Regions from separate parts of the Zea mays genome. Here region 2 is linked to region 1. The links are chromatin contacts, called in public Hi-C maps. All regions are on one chromosome and are shown on one strand. The core of a region is the stretch at or near the end of the contact, and the rest is flanking DNA. Distances in the headings are between cores, read along the strand shown.

Evidence for each region. Hi-C and Micro-C count contacts between places; a contact is called where the count stands out from the background.
Region 2: a contact with region 1 is called in a Hi-C map of leaf, with 2.5 times the contacts expected there. The contact joins the promoter of LOC100217295 here to the promoter of LOC100276004 in region 1. A contact is called at or near these places in 5 of 25 Hi-C or Micro-C datasets (bundle sheath, ear, endosperm and 2 more).

Annotation. Positions count from the first base shown.
Region 1 is chr3:172,168,385-172,172,045 of Zm-B73-REFERENCE-NAM-5.0, reverse strand. LOC100276004 reads left to right here and starts at 1,970. Exons shown (of 1, transcript NM_001149900.2): 1 at 1,970-3,661. The coding sequence starts at 2,069.
Region 2 is chr3:172,404,235-172,408,176 of Zm-B73-REFERENCE-NAM-5.0, reverse strand. LOC100217295 reads right to left here and starts at 1,865. Exons shown (of 5, transcript NM_001359581.1): 1 at 1,428-1,865; 2 at 1,241-1,308; 3 at 193-408; 4 at 1-5. The coding sequence starts at 1,493.

The sequences.
Region 1 (3,661 bases), core at 721-3,220:
ACCTCAATTAAAAAAGTAATGTGCTAGTATTAGTAGTACCTTCTAGGGTTGAGTCTTCCTTAACACCCTTGTATGCCCAGTGGCATGATGCAATGATGTTCTCAGACGCATATCTTTAAGCAATGTATGTGTCTCTGCTTTGTCATACAAATTAAAAACTATCAAAAAGTAATTATATAAAATTGTAATAGATATAGATACATAGATATTATCTTTAAGCAGTGTACATATGTAGATACTATCATGAATTCAAATATACTATGAAAGGATGAATGAATTCACATCCAATAAAATCAATATCAACAACATACGTAAAAAAACTATCAAAAAACATCTCAACACGATAAACATCATGCGTTGGACATTACATTCTCCACAGAGAGGAGAAAAACCCCAACTGAAAAAACGAGTCTGTTTATACACATCAGCATACGTCTCTTGTGATCTAACAGCCCTGCGGGTGCTCCAAAAACCTGACAAAAACTTAGATCCAACGAAGCACACAGGGTCTGTCAAAAATCTGGAGGAAAAAAGGCACTTCCGCATCGCCAAGGTCGCCTTTCCAAACTTCAACATGGTCCAAACGATGGTAGGAAACTAAAGATCATATACTGGTGTAACACCAGTGAAAAACAATACAGTGAAAGCAAACGTGCCATATTTTCGTTTGCCAAACTCTCCCTTCAGATCCTTCTTTTGGTGAGGATGATCTTAGGGTTTGGGAGATGAAGGTGGCTGTTGTCAACTGTTGTGTCCATTTCTTTAGACAAACTTGGATGAGGCTGTACCTGAGAGACAGAGTTCCAAATAACATCAGAAGTTTAAAAAGTTAAAACACATATCATACTAAAAAGGGCAATCTGTAGAAGAAATGATCCGGCCTTGGCACACTCACTCATGATGAGGTGTGTGTCAATCTGTAGAAGGGCAATGTGTAGAAGAAATTACGAGGTGTGGGTGTCACAACGAGAAGCTACCAGTGCATCTAACCTCGTAGATGCGGAGCAAACTGGCAATCAACATCGATATTGCAAGAACAACAAACTTCTGCCCAATACATGCTCGACTTCCAGAACCAAATGGAAGAAATGATTCGGCCTTGGTACACTCACTGAAAATATTTATCGTAGTTGATCCTTTAGGTGCTCCTAATATTTCTGCGGTAAGGAAACAAAGCAAGAGATTAATCACCAAGAATCTTGCAAAAAGGCAAGAGAATGGTAAAGGCCCGACGACGGGGACGCGTGCGCGTGCCTGCACGTCTCCTGCAACCGCACCGGCCGCGTCGACAACCTCGACCTCAAGAACGCCGGCCCGGCGGGGACGCTCCCACCGTCGCTCCCCTCGCTCGCGGCGTTGCGCGACCTCAGCCTCTAGGGGATCAGCCTCTCTAGCGCGCTCCCGTCCTTTCGGGGCATGGCGTCCCTCCAGCGCGCCTTCCTCAACGACAACGACTTCGACGCCATCCCGCCCGACTTCTTCGACGGCCTCGCCGACCTGCTCGAGATCTTGCTCGCCAACAACCCGCGCCTCAACGACCTGCCCGTGGGGGGAGAGCGTTGGGGATCGCAAGCGGGACTGGGTAGCGCCGGGCGGAGGCTGCACCGTGAGGATCCTTGGGAGGTGGTGTCGAGGGCGCGGCGGTGAAAATGGCGAAGGCGCGACAATCCTGGGAGGTGGAGGCGCGATGCGAAAATCCTGGCGTTCGCGGGCGGGCGGGCGGGCAGGGTAGGGAGGGGGGCAGTCTACACTCCTCTCTTAATAGTTAGTAGAGATATCGATTTTGGGGTAGGTTTAAGGCTTTTTTTTTTTGAGTTGCTCTTATGCTTGCTGAACGTCCAAACTGAAAAATACTTGTTCTCGTATTCTGATATCCTTCAAAAATTACTAGCAAGAAAAAATATTTCGGCCAATAAAAGGTTATATAGTGGCCCAATAGAATAGAAATAGTTAGGCCCAGCCCAGAAGGCCTTAAACCCTAGAATGAAAGAAACCTCCCTCCTCCACGTCTCCACCACGAGGCACGCAACAATTAGAACACATCTCGCCGCCGCCGAGGACGACGGCGATGATGTGGCGTTCGCGAGCTCGTGCGCTGCTCCTACTCCGCTCGACCATTACCCGGCCACCGCCACCACCTCCACAACCATATCCCACTCGAACCCTAACCCGAGTCCCACCTCCCCGCTTCCTGTCCTCCTCCCCGGATCCCATCCCCGATTCCTCCTCCGCCGCCGCCGCGGATCCCTTCCCTGAAGCCTTCTCCTCCCCGACCAAGGCTTCTCAAGATGCCGCTGAGGCCGGAGAGGACAACCTGAGCTCGATGTGGGAGGAAGCTGGCCACGCCGACGACATCTTTGCCTCCCCTGGCAGCGCCGACGCCGTAGCCGACGATGAGGAGGTCGCCCGCGTCTGCGCCGCCGTGGAGTCCACCCCCGAGGACGAGATCGCGTCCACCCTCGCTGACATGACCGTGGACTTCAACGAGCCACTCCTAGCCGCAGTCCTCCTTGCTGCTGAACAATGCTCCTGTAAGAAGCTGATTTCCCTGTTCAACTATGCCGCGAAGAATAACCCCGCTTCCAAGAGCCTCTCGAATCTTGAGGTTCTCGTGAGCAAGCTAGCTGATTCTGCTGAGATAGACAAGGCAGACGCTTACTTGCTTTGGGATTCGATTAAGGAAATAGGCTCTGTGTCAGGATCAGTGAGTACACCGTTGTTGAATGAAATGATTGCCATATTTTGGAAGGTTGAGAAGTCGAAAGCAGCGTTGGAGGTGTTCTCCAAGTTCGATGAGTTTGGTTGCACTCCGGACAGTGACAGCTATTATCTTGTGATTGAAGCAGCACGAAAGAAGTCCTTGTTCCGCTCTGCTTGTGAAGTCTGTGAGAAGATGATTGGCTCTGCCTGCTTCCCTAATGGTGAGAAGGTTGGCAGGATTTTGATTTACCTTTGTGAGGGGAAGAAGGTGAAGATGGCACACTCATTATATCTTGCAGTGAAGGAAAAAAAGATTCCAGTCCCAAAACTAGCCTTGGATTTCCTTGTTGGTGCTTTGGCAAGGAATGATGAGACCATTGGTACTGCTCTGGAGCTGCTGGAAGAGTACCAAGGGGAGTCGCTTAAGCATGCAGGCAAGTCCTTTGCCACAGTTGTACATGCTTTGTGTAGGCTAAACAAAATGGAGGATGCAAATAATTTGTTGATGAGGATGGTGCAGCTTGAAGAGTACAAAGGGGAATCTCTTAAGAATGCAGGCAAGACATTTGCCACAGTTATACATGGTTTGTGTAGGAAAAAGAAATTGGAGGATGCAAAAGCATTGTTGATGAGGATGGTAAATGTTGGGCCAGCTCCTGGTAATGCAGTGTTTAATTTTGTCATCACAGCATTGTCAAAACAGGGAGAAATGGAGGATGCAAAAGGTTTGATGAGAATGATGGAGAGCCAAGGGATCAGCCCTGATATCTATACTTACAGTGTGCTCATGAGTGGCTACGCGAAAGGAGGCATGATTGATGAAGCCCATGATCTACTTCGTGAAGCTAAGAAAATTCATCCGAAGCTAAACAGGGTTGCTTATCACATACTTATCCGTGGATACTGCAAGATGGAGGACTTCGAGAAGGCCAATGAGTGCCTAAAGGAGATGAAGAAAGAT
Region 2 (3,942 bases), core at 616-3,115, 240 kb before region 1:
TGAAACTAGTGAAAATGTGAGAAATACATTAGTCCGGATTTTAAGATAAAAAACTGCATTAGTGCATCAGTCCAGACTTTCTCATGTTGCACTAGCATTTTCTATTGTGTAACATGATGGAGATTGGGATTCCCGTGCAGATTTGACAATTTGTACATACCATGATGTAGATTGTGAAGCAAATTGGATTACCTGCTCGGGGACGGTACAAGGCTACAAGCGTCTCGGCTGGGGCTTGTACCGCGGGATGAGAAATACAGGTACGGCCAGGCGTCGTGGCTGGGGCGACGGCCGGCGGGGATGAGGTCGGCTGGCAGGACGAAGCTGGACGGCGGCGCGAAGCAGAGATGTCGTGGATTAGAGCCGAGGTTGGCAGATCTGTTCGCTTCTGCAGCTGCAATCTGCAATCTACAGAGAGAGAAGCACTATACTGTATAAACATTACTACTCTATCCACCAACTAGTAACTGATGCGTGCCCTGCACGCGTAGAAAACCAAATATAACATTCCCTTAAGAGACATGAAAGGGGTTGTGAATCATAGAAATCTAACATCATCTTAAAAACATTAAATGACCAGTTGTAAATTATACAGTTCAAAGTAACAACACATTAAATGACCATTTCGATAAAAAAACATTAAATGACCAAAGGATAAAAGGGTTACCCCAAATGTTGAAGACCATTTCCAAGATTAGCTAGGTCTGTTGTATCTGACAATGATATAAGTGCTTGCTTCACTTATGCAGGTGTATAAATTTATACTTAGTCCATTGTTTTTTCAGAATTCATTACTAATCAGGAATATAAAATTTGACTATTGATCTATGAATTAGCTCATATACATGAAACTAATTGTAAATCATACAAATCCAACATCAGCTCAAAAAAACATGAAACCAATTGTGAATTATATAATTGAAATGAAAGTAACAGTGCATTTAATGACCAGAAGATAAAAAGGGTTACACAAATGTTGAAGACTCAATCCACAGATGTAATCTAATTTGAAGCAAGCATAGAGTAACCATGCAGATCCCAATCTGCGGGACTGCACCGATCGATCTAAACAACCAGTCCCTTCCTAAAGCCATAGTTAGATTCATCCAATAAAGCACAGATCCGACACTCGCTTTGCTAAACCAAAATCACAAAGCTTGAATTTCGAAAAGGTAATATGGTAAATCTTGCAGCTAGCTTAAGCCCAGCGAACACGGCATTAGCGGCTCAGCGGAAGTACCTGCTCGGCGAGATGTGGCAGTCCGCCTGGCGTGAACCTGCCGGGGCAGTGGCGGAGCCAGGATACTTCTAAGGGTAGGGCCGGAGATAACACTAATCACTATGAATTATGAAACTTTCTAGACACTATAATTTTCTCGGTGTCAAACAATAAACATAAACCATGGAATTGGAAACGCGAGGCTCACCATAGACTGCCGGGCTGCGACTGCGCTGCTTGCTGGCTGCTGGTCACGTGTGGCCCCTGGCCCCATGCGCCTGCTTGTTGCGCTGCTTGCTTGCCCGGCCGCCTGCGCTGCGCCTGCTTGCTGCACTGCTTGCTTGCCCGGCCCCCTGCGCCTGCTTGCCCGGCCGCCCGCATGTGGCCCCTGCGCCGGCAGAAGTGACGGCCGGCTGCCCCTGCTCGGTGCCTCAGCTCCTGGTCCGCGCGAGAAGCCCGCAGCCACCACACAGTAGAGAAGCAGGCGAGCAGGCTCCTGGTCCGCGCGAGCAGAGGAGCAGTCGACTAGGCGAGCAGCCCGTAGCCGCCACACAGCCGCCGCCCCCAAGGCCCCAAAGCCAAACCCTAAACCGGTATGCAGCAGCCGCCACCCGCCAGCCGCTCCGCTATGGCCCTATCAACACAGGGATGGGAGTTCCCCAATGGCCCTCGCGACAGTTAGAAGTGTCCAGAAGAATTTGGTGTAGGGTGAAGAATGTCATGTGTTTGCTCTCTGGTCATTGAGATAGAATCGAACGGCTAAAAATTATAAAATGACGTGGCTCTACGGAATCACAGCTTTGCTCCCCGCTCTTTATATATAGAATAGAATATAATAGAATAGCTCTTTATATATAGAATAGAATATATAGAATAGAATAGAATAGCATGTTGTCGCAATAGTATTCGTGTGTCAGTCAAAACTTTTTTAAATTTAACAAGATTTATAGAATATATTAGCAATATTTATATCTTCAAATAATTTTACTAAAAATAGATTTAAAAAATTATCTAATAATACTACATCTGTTCACAAATATATGACGTCGTTGACTTTTTTTTCAAAACTATGATCACTCATCTTATTCAAAATATTTATTTAAAAAAGTAAAATTTTAAGTCACACTTAAACAACCTTAAGTGATAAAACAAATCACAATAAAATAAACGATAACTAAAGTTTTTTGAATAAAACAAGTCTTCAAAGTTTTTTTTAAAAAGTTAATGTTGTCATATATTTATGAACGAATGGAGTGCTAATTATGTATTATAAATATTAATATTTTCGTACATAAATGTGGTCTAAATTAAAAGTATTTTACTCATCGAAAAGTGAGAACGACAAATAATTGTGGATGGAGGGAGTAGAAACCAATATGGACTAAATCCAAATGAACAGGTTGTAGGAAGGTAATAGACTAAAGTCCCGTTTGATTGGTCTCATTTAGTCCATAAATTTGTAAAACGGTAAGACTAAAACAGAGATTAAACTATCTTAGTCTTTAGTCCATCAAGGAGTGACTAAAAGAGACTAAACCATATTGATTCCACATTTGTCCCTCTTTTATTTCAATTGAACCGGAGAATGTTAAGGGGTATTTTGGTCCTCTTATGATTCATTTAATGTGTTCTGAATATTTTTAGTCCTTAGAATCAGACATGGTATGGACTAAACTTTAGTCCTCTAGCTAAACTTTAGTCCTCAGACTAAAGGAACTAAATAAACCTTAATAGTGGTATGTCGAATTATTGGGTCTAAAGAAAACAGATCAACAGCTATATAGAGGTATTTCATCTACTACGCGCTAGCTAAATAGGGCAATCAAGCGAGTGCAACAAATGGCGGAGTATTCTAGCGAGTGGCAACGACAAACAACCTAAAAAGTAATATATCCGGCAGGCAATACATCAATATCATATCAACTTTATACAGTATATTTTCTCTGTTTCTTTTTAGTTGTCGCTGGATAGTGCAAAATTGAACGCGACAAAACAGAGGGAGTACTTGTGAACTGAACATTAGAGCATGTGGATTTTATTGGGATAGGAGTGTTAAACCTTCATTGAGAGGCTGGCATGGTCCTGGCGGAGGAGCTCGGCGAGGAGGTCGGTACGGAGGAGCTGCGACACGTGCGAACGCATGAACTGCTCCAGGCGCGGGTGACACCCCACCGGGGGCAGAGCTGCGAGCCGCTTGAGCAGCGCCACCGCCATGAGGCCCTCCTTGCCCATCTCCTTCTTCCGCCACCATATCGACAGGCTCGTGCTCGACGCTGCAGACGAAGAGCACAGCCTCTGGTGGAGGTCAACATCTGGGGCGGCGGCGGCCCTGGACAGGATTTGGAGGAGGCGGCGGTGATGGTGGCGCGGGAGGAGATGGGAAAGCATTTGGCACTTGCAGTCTGGGACCGACCGAGATTCGGTGAAACAAGTGAAAATGTGAGAAATACATTAGTCCAGATTTTAAGATAAAAACTGCATTAGTGCATCAGTCCAGACTTTCTCATGTTGCACTAGCATTTTCTATTGCGTGCCATGATGGAAATTGGGTTCCCATGCAGATTTGATAATGTGTACATACCATGATGTAGATTGTGAAGCAAATTGGATTACCTGCTTGGGAACGGTACAAGCGTCATGGCTGGGGCCTGTACCGCGGGATGAGAAATACAGCTACGGCCAGGCATCGTTGCTGGGGCGGCGGCCGACGGGGATGAGGCCAG